2 separate regions of the Mus musculus genome follow, and region 2 is linked to region 1. Evidence: chromatin contacts called from public HiChIP or PLAC-seq data. All regions are on one chromosome and are shown on one strand. The core of a region is the stretch at or near the end of the contact, and the rest is flanking DNA. Distances in the headings are between cores, read along the strand shown. Region 1 has its middle 36 kb from the start of Gm17501. Region 2 holds the start of Ddah1 (dimethylarginine dimethylaminohydrolase 1).

Region 1 (4,305 bases), core at 1,310-3,809:
AACCAAAGCCAACCAAACAACCAAACGAACCAACAACCCCCCTCATACTCCTGATGCTTAGATTCTGAGCAAATCAGAATTTTAAATATCTTCAATTTCCTCAACTGCTGACCATCCCCTAGAGATTTCTGTCACAAGAAAACAAGCAGTTTGTGTCACAGCACACCGACACAGTTCAGTCTCTAGATGTCACCTGAACACTAAGCCCAGCTAAGTAGGTGCTAAGAGACTGCTGGGCTTCTCTCAGGTTTTAAAGGGAACAATGCCCTGCGTCATGTTACCTTTTCTTACTGAGAATTCCTATTCATCCCAGACTGGGTGCAGATGATAGACATAAATAAATTTAATAATGAATAAATAAATGAATAGCTTTTGTGTTTGTGCACACACGCATGTGTGTGCATGCATGTGCACATTTGTTATGACTAGGCTGAGGGCATACTCTGTGGGACAGAGGCAACTGGCTGTCAATCATGCCACTGAAGAAAATGCCCCTCCTCCCTCCCATGGACCATGAATTGCTTATTCTTAGGGAGGGGAGGAACTTTAGGAACTTTCCTCTTCCCCCAAGACAAATCATTAACAGAGCCCAATCTTATGCATACTGGGAGGGGTCATCCCAGCTGCTTGGGGATGTTCAGGAGGGTAAGGGGATTGCCATACCTGGAGGACAGCATTCTACAATAGTCTATCCATAGGCTCAACCAATATATTGGTGGGATACGCCATGCATAAACAGGAAGTGATGTGTAGACCCCCCCCTTGGGTGGTCCTCCAGTATATTTTCAGACACACGACACCCCACTACAATCAGTATTGTTATTTGTTCAGTGGTTGTTAAAGATGAATGAGAAACATGGGTTTTCAAATCTATTAAGGAAGTCTTTGAAACTAACCTATGTTATGCTGACAACTGGGCAATTTCCCAGAAATGTTTCTCCATTTACATTTACCGTTAATAACAGTCCTGAGGGATGTGAACACGTGTCTCAGTTTTATGAATAGGAATGAATGCTGAGACTCTACTCTGCAAGGTTAAAAACTCTCCTTAGATCACACAGCCAGAAAGTGGGGAGCTAAACTGTCTTCCTTTTATGATCTTAGTGAACCGACCATACAGCTTCTCAGATCTCCTTTGTAATAAGTATGGTATTAAGGTGTAGACAAGTCCCAAGGCTAAGTGTCACATAATAATCCTCACATGGTGTGTTTACCAGGAACCAGAAGATACAACAATGTTCAAACTGAAGAGCTCTGAACCTTCTTAGCTCCGCCTTCTCCTCTTCCCCCTGAATCACACTTCACTAAGTTCTTGGTCACAACCATCCTTGTACATGTTTAGCATATTTAAAGAAAAATGGAATATAGAGGTGGGGTTGCTGAGGGTGAAACTCAGTGTCAAGGCAGGTCCTTAGCATAAGTAAGGCCCTGGGTTTAATGATCCAGCAAGGACCAAGGGAAGGAAGGAAGGTAGGAAGGAAGGAAGGAAGGAAGGAAGAAGGGAGAATGGAAGAGCGGCTTGAATATCAGATCGTTCTGAAGAAAATGACAGTTGTCACGGATGCAGGGCTGTGCTGATGTTAATTGTCAACTTGACTTCTAGGAAACAGGCCTTGGTTTATCTGTTAGAGACTGTCTAGGTTGAGGTTAGCTTTAGATAATGCCTGTGAGGGAATTCTTTGATTGTGTTGGTCGGTGTAGAGCTCCGAGAGGAGAAAATCAATATTGGCATTATTGATAAAGGAGGCTAGACATCATTATCTCAAAACAATCCTATCGTCCTCGGTAAACACTGAGGGAGCCTGGAGCAGAGAAACTTTTCCCCAGTTGGATGTTGCCTGGGCTTCTGCCAACGCTTCCTACGCGGAAAGAGGAGATTCAACTGATGAATACAGAAAGAAAATGTCTAAAAGCCAAAGACATTGTGACTTTTGTGGCAGTTGCATTATTTTTTGTTTTTATTTTTTTCATTTTTTGATATTTAAAATATGTTTACAACAAGGAGATCTGTTATTTACCTCTTGCCGATCTGTTCCTAGGCTTGAGAATGTGTTACACACTGATACAGCTAAAGCACTATACCTACCTAGTTTTTATGTCTCCTCCTTCTTCGTTTAAGCTAAACAACTTGTATGTCAGAGGAATAAAGACGTTTCTGAACAATTTATGGGCTTGAGAACTGGACTCAGTATCCAGATTTCCATACGAAGAAGAGTTGAGGTTAGCATCGCTGTGTACCAAGACTGGACAGATGTGTAATCATGGGCATGGCAGGGCTGGACAGGAACATAGCCTCGTTCCTGGGTTTTCTGCCCTCCTTCAGATGGTGTAGGGAATAAAGAAACCGGATCCATGAATTGCAATTAACGTCCTGTGTTAAATAAAACAGTCAAATAAATAGTTCTCAGAGCATGCTGTCCTGCTGGACAGGCATCTCTTGAGCCACTGGGGTGGCTGCCAGTGAGTGGCTAGTTGGAGCGCCAGCTAGGAGTTACTGTTCTCCTCAGGCACTCAGACACCAGGAGCCACGTTGGGTGTTGGCTTTCTCCAGCCAGCGAGCGAGCGCTATCTCGCTTAGTCAGACTGCCCTCTGTACTAGATGAAGCGGAGAGGGAATTCCTAGCCACCCACTCACTGGGAGCCACAAAACCCGACTCATCCTGGGGGCCTTGGGGGTGGAAGGACCACAGCTCCTCTTACTTACCTGAGCACAGTAGCCGACTATCAGGAGACTGCCTCTGGCCTTCACACATTGCCCCACTGTTTACACAGCTGATGGAAGTTTACCCTCATTGAGGAATTTGGCTCTAGAGGATTCCCCTTAAAATTCCCAAAGGGCCTATTCACCCTGTCACACCTACACAGATGCCTGTGGAGATAGCGACAGCGGGGTTCGTTTCTAACTTCCTCTGCACAGGACTGGAATTCTACACGTTTATTTAAAAGGAGGGGGGTTGGAACAGCACTAAGGGGGGACTACACACCCCAGCATTATAGGAGGTATTTTCGAGAAGGATTTTCAGCAAAGTCAACAACTCCCTTGTCCTACCACTCAGACATTCCTTGGCTTCATCCAACAGCCTAAACTCTGCCCTCCTTCCTCTCCTCACAGGCACCACGCTGAGCCAGATGAGTCTCCCAGCAGCTCCGAACCTTTCAAAAGCAGAGAAAGAAACACTCAAGGAGAAGCAAGAAACAGGGGCTGGAAATTCTTCACCTTTAATAATGTAGAGGCCGCTGGCCCGCTCTTTGCAGAAGAAAACACCTCGCCCGTGGTTTAACCATGATACAGCACAGGCATCAGACTGACTCGGAGTTTCTTGAAGTCTTTTATGCTTTTTCTTTCCAGAGAAGGATCAGTTTCTACTCTTTGCTAAGTTGCTAAGAAGTGTTGAAAATGGCAGCTCACTATTAATTTTCCCGTCTCTCCTTGCTGACTGGCAGCCGGGCTTGGCAGCAGGAAGGCCTGCTTTTGCTAGCAGTGAATGCCCCTTTCACTGGGCAGCGGCTCAGGGAACAGCCCTGCATTTGAGAAGGAGGCACACACAAGATGTAACTATATCCAGAATGGTCCCTTTCTTAATTTCCTTCCCTTACCCTAGGTCCCCCCTAGTCTAAATAATGAATGATATTATGTTGCTAAATAAATTTCACTCAAGTACATTCAATGCAAAGGATATTTTTTAAAGGAGGGGAGCAGATGCAATGTGTCCTCTTGTGTGTCTCCCACTTGCCTGTTTCTAAGGAGACAAGAGTATCGTCTCAAGTTCAAGGGCTTAGGTTTTGTTTTTGGTTTTCTTTTTAAAGAATTATTTATTTATTATATGTAAGTACACTGTAGCTGTCTTCAGACACTCCAGAGAAGGCATCAGATCTCATTATGGATGGTTGTGAGCCACCATGTGGTTGCTGGGATTTGAACTTAGGACCTTTAGAAGAACAGTCAGTGCTCTTAAACGCTGAGCCATCTCTCCAGCCCAGGCCTTAGGTTTTTGTGACAAATTAGTTTGACCAATTCTGCTAAATGAACAGTCATGCCACTTTGATCAAATCTCTTTTCTTTCAATGTCCTTATTTATATAGTTTATAAAATAAGAAAATTACTCCGGAGAGTTCTGCTTTCGAGAATAAAATATAACCATCTTGTCAGTTACAATCGTAGTCATGGGGAGCATGGGTTCCTCACAGAGGGGAGAGTTCAGCTTTCCTTTGCTTGTGTCTGTAACCCAAAAAATGCCCTTAGCAGATGTCGCAAATGTGATGTTGCATATCGAAGTCTCTAGAACTGTGAGCCAATACATTGGT
Region 2 (4,305 bases), core at 979-3,478, 73 kb before region 1:
CCATATGTGCAGGAGTAAAAGTGCTTTATAGAGAGATCATGACAGTGCCACTGAGCAGATCAAGATGTAGCCCAAAGCATGGAGGTGGCTTGCCTTCCCTCCCCCTGGGAAACAGAAGCTACAGCTCAGAGGTAGAATGCTTACCTACTGTTGGCAAGGTCCTGAGTTCAATGCCCTACACAGAGAAGGAAAACACAACAAGAGTTCTGCGTGACCTTTGGCAAGTACGGGTCCACTGAGCTGACTACAGAGTGGAGTCAAATTCTGACATTTAAAATATCAAAATATCACCAGGAGAAAGATCACTGCTAGCTCTTATATTGGAAAATCCGAACTTGGAAAGTTAATTGCACAAATAATATGTTATTTGTGTTCCATAGAGATGAACCTTCCTGAAGTAAGATGGACTAAATAAGGGCGATTAGGGTCAAGAGAAGAAAGGAAGTCTTGTTAGACGAGTACCATTTTGAGAGTTTTGACGTCTATTTTATCTATTTAGCATCCCAACCTATCCACCATTGCTACATTCATATTAGGTTAAAATAGAGTGGAAGCCATTTGTATAGGTCAAATTGGAAAGGGAAAGTGGACAGGCTAAGAGAATGATACCTGCTACTTTTGAAGTGTAGAGAGAAGAGCTACCTAAATGGCAAATAGGTAGACTTTGATTATACTCAATCTCTAGGATTTCACCAGGCAAGCAGATCAAGGGTGGAATAGGCATATTTAAATCATAAGCCCAAAGAACTACTTGCAATGCGACAGAAAAGTGAAAAAAAACAAACAAAACAAACAAAAACAAGGAAGAAAACCCCTCAGATAGGAAAAAAACCACCTGCATCGTGTCACACTGCTGGATGCCAAGAGTGTGGGAGAATCTTAAGGCTGGGCTCTTCTCTGGCAGTCAGAAAAATCCCAGGCCAGATGGCATTTTAAAATCTAAACTCGTGTGTCTGTGCCTCTCTCCCACTAACCTACATTATTTTTAAAGCAGTTACAGCCATTTCTACAAGATACGATAATGTGTTGGCCCCTTGAAGAAAACAAAAAGCAGTCTTAATTGCAGAGAGAGAGGGGAGAGAGAGATTAAAATGACAGAACTTATTAAAAAAACAAAAACAAAAACCAAAAAACCTCCCATTGCTAATGAAACGGAGCACCCCGCAGCAAGCACAGCTTTTCAAACCCGGCCCATTCACAAACACATTTAAACACAGCTCACTAACAAAACGCTGAACACATTCGCTTGCCAGTTCTTCAAGACTCACTCGCCACCACTGAAAAGTAACTTGAATTCCTTGGGTCTCTGGGCATAGTCTCTGCCTGGTGTCACCTGGTCCGCCCTGCCAGGAGCTCCCCCAAAGGAATCCCTGCAGGACTTGGGGACCCCCCCCCCCCAAGCCTCCACCTGCCCTCCGGGAGGACCCTTCTCTGTCCTCACTGGCAAGGAAACAAGAGTAGCATTGTCCTCAGCGCTGTGTAATTTGCAAGATAGAACCTCTGGCGCTCTGGGTCTCCAGCCCAGCCACCTGCCCAAGTCCTCGTCACTACACTCCAACTGAGATCGACTCAAAGGCTCCCCGACTGCGAGGAGGTGTGAACAATGAAGTTATCTGGCTCGGATTTCCCACACCCAGCCACGCCGCCCGGAGTCCGGCGGTGGGAAGTTGGGAACTGAGCCCGCGGGGTCAGTTCCACGAGCGTCCCCCCTCGGCCGCGCCCCTCGCGTCGTCTGCCCGGGGGCTGGCCCGTTACCTCCTTCCTGCGGCTGGGCGCCCCGGGGCGGGTGATGAGGGCCGTCTCCTCGCACACGACGGCCACGTCCTCCACGAACACGCAGTCGGGCAGGCTCTCGTCGGCGGGCAGCTGCACCACCTGCAGCCCCAGCTTGCTGCCCAGCACGCCCACGTAGAGCTCGTGCTGGCGCTCGGCGCGAGCGAAATCCACCTCCTCGCCCTGCGAGCGCCTCAGCGCGTGGCGGCACAGGGACTCGGGCGGAGCCCGCACCACGGCGTGGGTGGCCCGGCCGAAGGCGGAGGGGTGGCCGAGGCCGGCCATGGTTCGCGCGGAGAGGAGGCGACGGTGGCTGGGTTTGAGTCGGTGGCTCGGTCCTCCCGAGAGCAGCGCGCGCCCAGCCTGCGAGCCTGCGAGCCTGCGAGCGCCCGGCGGCTCCTCTTGGCAGCCGATGAATGTGCTGCTGCGGGAGCCCGGCTCGCGCCCGGAGCCCTGCCCGCGCCACTGAGCATGCCCAGAGCTCCGGGCGCCGGCCCAGCGCCCGCGGGCCTATTCCTATGCTCTCCGCATCTGCCGCAGACCGGCCTGGGTCAATCGGGATGCGGAGGCCAGGGACTTAATCAGCAATGACTCCCTCCGTGGTGTGTGTATCCCACCGCAGGTGCACGCCTCACATGGTCCCCATGAGGACCTGGAAATTAGGCAGTGCTGAACTGGACCTGCTGGAGAAGACTTCACGGTCAGGGGACCAGGTGAAGGGCGATTGTTTATGGATAAACTTTCCCTTTCTCTTCTTCTCTTTTTATCCAGCACGTGGAACCTCGGTTCTCAGCGTGGCAGCCTGTCTTCACCCAAATTACCTCGACTTTCTCCAAATTGACCAACTGCCCCACGTGAAACTCAGTATAGTATAAAGAATGCATTTCTTCCCACCCAGGAGAAAGTAACCCAAAAGACAGACACACAGTTACAATAAGTATCTAGGAACAGTGATACTTCAAGCCCACAAGGCAATTTAAAGTGGGAAGAATGCCTCTTCTTGTTTTCTCCGTTTTTCTTTAACTGCACTAGGCTTGTCATTCAATAAAGGAGTGTTTATCTAGAAACCAGCACACATACCTACCCTATCTCATCCCCATTCGAGGCTGAAGGCACAGAGATAGGGTGAGGGATGGTACTGTGGGCTTTAACAATGTCCTATTCCAGGCTTCCCAAGATACACTTCAAAGTCACTGTTTTAATAAACCTGTGGTCACAACAGACCTTGGGCGACATTTCACCCCTGATGAGCTTACAGCATCCATTCCGAGAAGGATCAACCACCTCATCCAGTCCCCACAACTACCTTAAACAACGAAGACTGCAAGAACCCAGCTGTATCTCACCAGGGCAGTGGGATTGGCAAAACCCTCGCCCCCCCACCCCCCACTTCCTCTCGCTAACATTCTCATCAGGACTCCAAAGATGGACTTGGGAGTCTCCGAACCCCGTAATGAAGCCACGTGGATGAAGTCTTTATCTGCTCTTCACCAACACGCTTCTTTTGAGGACTGGTGCTAGAGCTTAGTCCCCGGGGACGCCCAGAGCTTTTGCCCTAAAGCTCAGGTAACAAAGATTGACCCTAGAATACTTTTCTCAGTGCAATCAGTTCTGAAGAAAATGTGATTCCAATGTGTTTATTTCCAGAGCCTGCTAGAAGCAAGGAGCTAGCATTTTGTTCCCACAATAGAACTCTGCCCCCCCCACCCCCCACCCCCGCGGTCACAATTCAGTTCCTTGACCTTCGGAAGGAGATTCCAGCTTCCTTACAGCCTCGCCCTTCCTGTGGGAACACACCTTTCGGAATTCCTGTCACTTCTCGACCTTCCCTCTTTGCCGCTCAAGAATCCGTCCTTTCTTTGATGGTGATACAAAGCCTGTTCTTTTTCCTCTTTCACATATCAAAGTTTAAATAATCCAGGGGGTGTGCTCTTCTCAAGGAGACCACCTCCAAAATTCTGAAATAGTCTAAGGCGATAGTCTCCTCCCCCACGGGGTGCAGCACACTACTAACGTACAGGTCATTTCCATAATCAAGTATTATAATTGAACGAGGTGTGGTGGCTTGCACCTAAAACTCAAGTCCGATTGAGGCAGAGGGAGGCTTGAGGCTAGCATGGTCTACACAATGAGTTCTAGTTCAGTAGAGGATACATAAGAAGCTCTTGTCTTGGGTAAGCCACATATATTTATAAGCATACGTATGTATTTATACAGACACATATGATTTGACTGTGACCTTAGAAACCCTCTCATTTGATTATTTTGTCTAGTGTTTTGAAACCCAGCTGTGGCATCCAGTATCCGCGTCAACCTTTTGCTTGTATATTTTAAGCCCTGTTTAACAAGACCAGAAATATTCCATGTCTGAGGATCTATCCTGCTTAAGAAGTTCTTCGGTTTGAACTTCAATCCCCTTGGTCTCAGTTCTGCCTCCTGATGAAAGGGGCAGCGTTCTTTCACAAGCCGCTATTCACATATTTGAAGGCAGTGCTGTTATCTCTGCAGTCTGTCCTGACCCCTGCACTCTTG

Evidence for each region. HiChIP or PLAC-seq counts read pairs in DNA pulled down with a chosen protein or histone mark.
Region 2: a contact with region 1 is called in an H3K27ac HiChIP or PLAC-seq map of extraembryonic endoderm stem cells. The contact joins the promoter of Ddah1 here to the enhancer-like site in region 1. A contact is called at or near these places in 3 of 39 promoter capture datasets (cranial neural crest, frontonasal cranial neural crest and hippocampal neurons), 3 of 484 Hi-C or Micro-C datasets (embryonic fibroblasts, extraembryonic endoderm stem cells and nephron progenitors), 7 of 115 datasets of contacts at active chromatin or transcription factors (astrocytes, craniofacial prominence, embryonic fibroblasts and 4 more) and 2 of 9 other capture datasets (adipose tissue and pancreatic islet).

The regions. Positions count from the first base shown.
Region 1 is chr3:145,683,570-145,687,874 of GRCm38.p6, reverse strand. No RefSeq gene overlaps it. Among named protein-coding and RNA genes, the nearest start is that of Gm17501, 36 kb to the right of the region's middle. Within about 2 kb of position 2,559, at least 113 of the 459 cell types and tissues checked have an H3K27ac peak or open chromatin away from gene starts, as enhancers often do. A contact at or near this core is called in astrocytes, embryonic fibroblasts, extraembryonic endoderm stem cells and 1 more, where this site is marked.
Region 2 is chr3:145,756,615-145,760,919 of GRCm38.p6, reverse strand. It overlaps Ddah1 (dimethylarginine dimethylaminohydrolase 1), which reads right to left and starts at 2,228. Exons shown (of 6, transcript NM_026993.3): 1 at 1,756-2,228. The coding sequence starts at 2,058.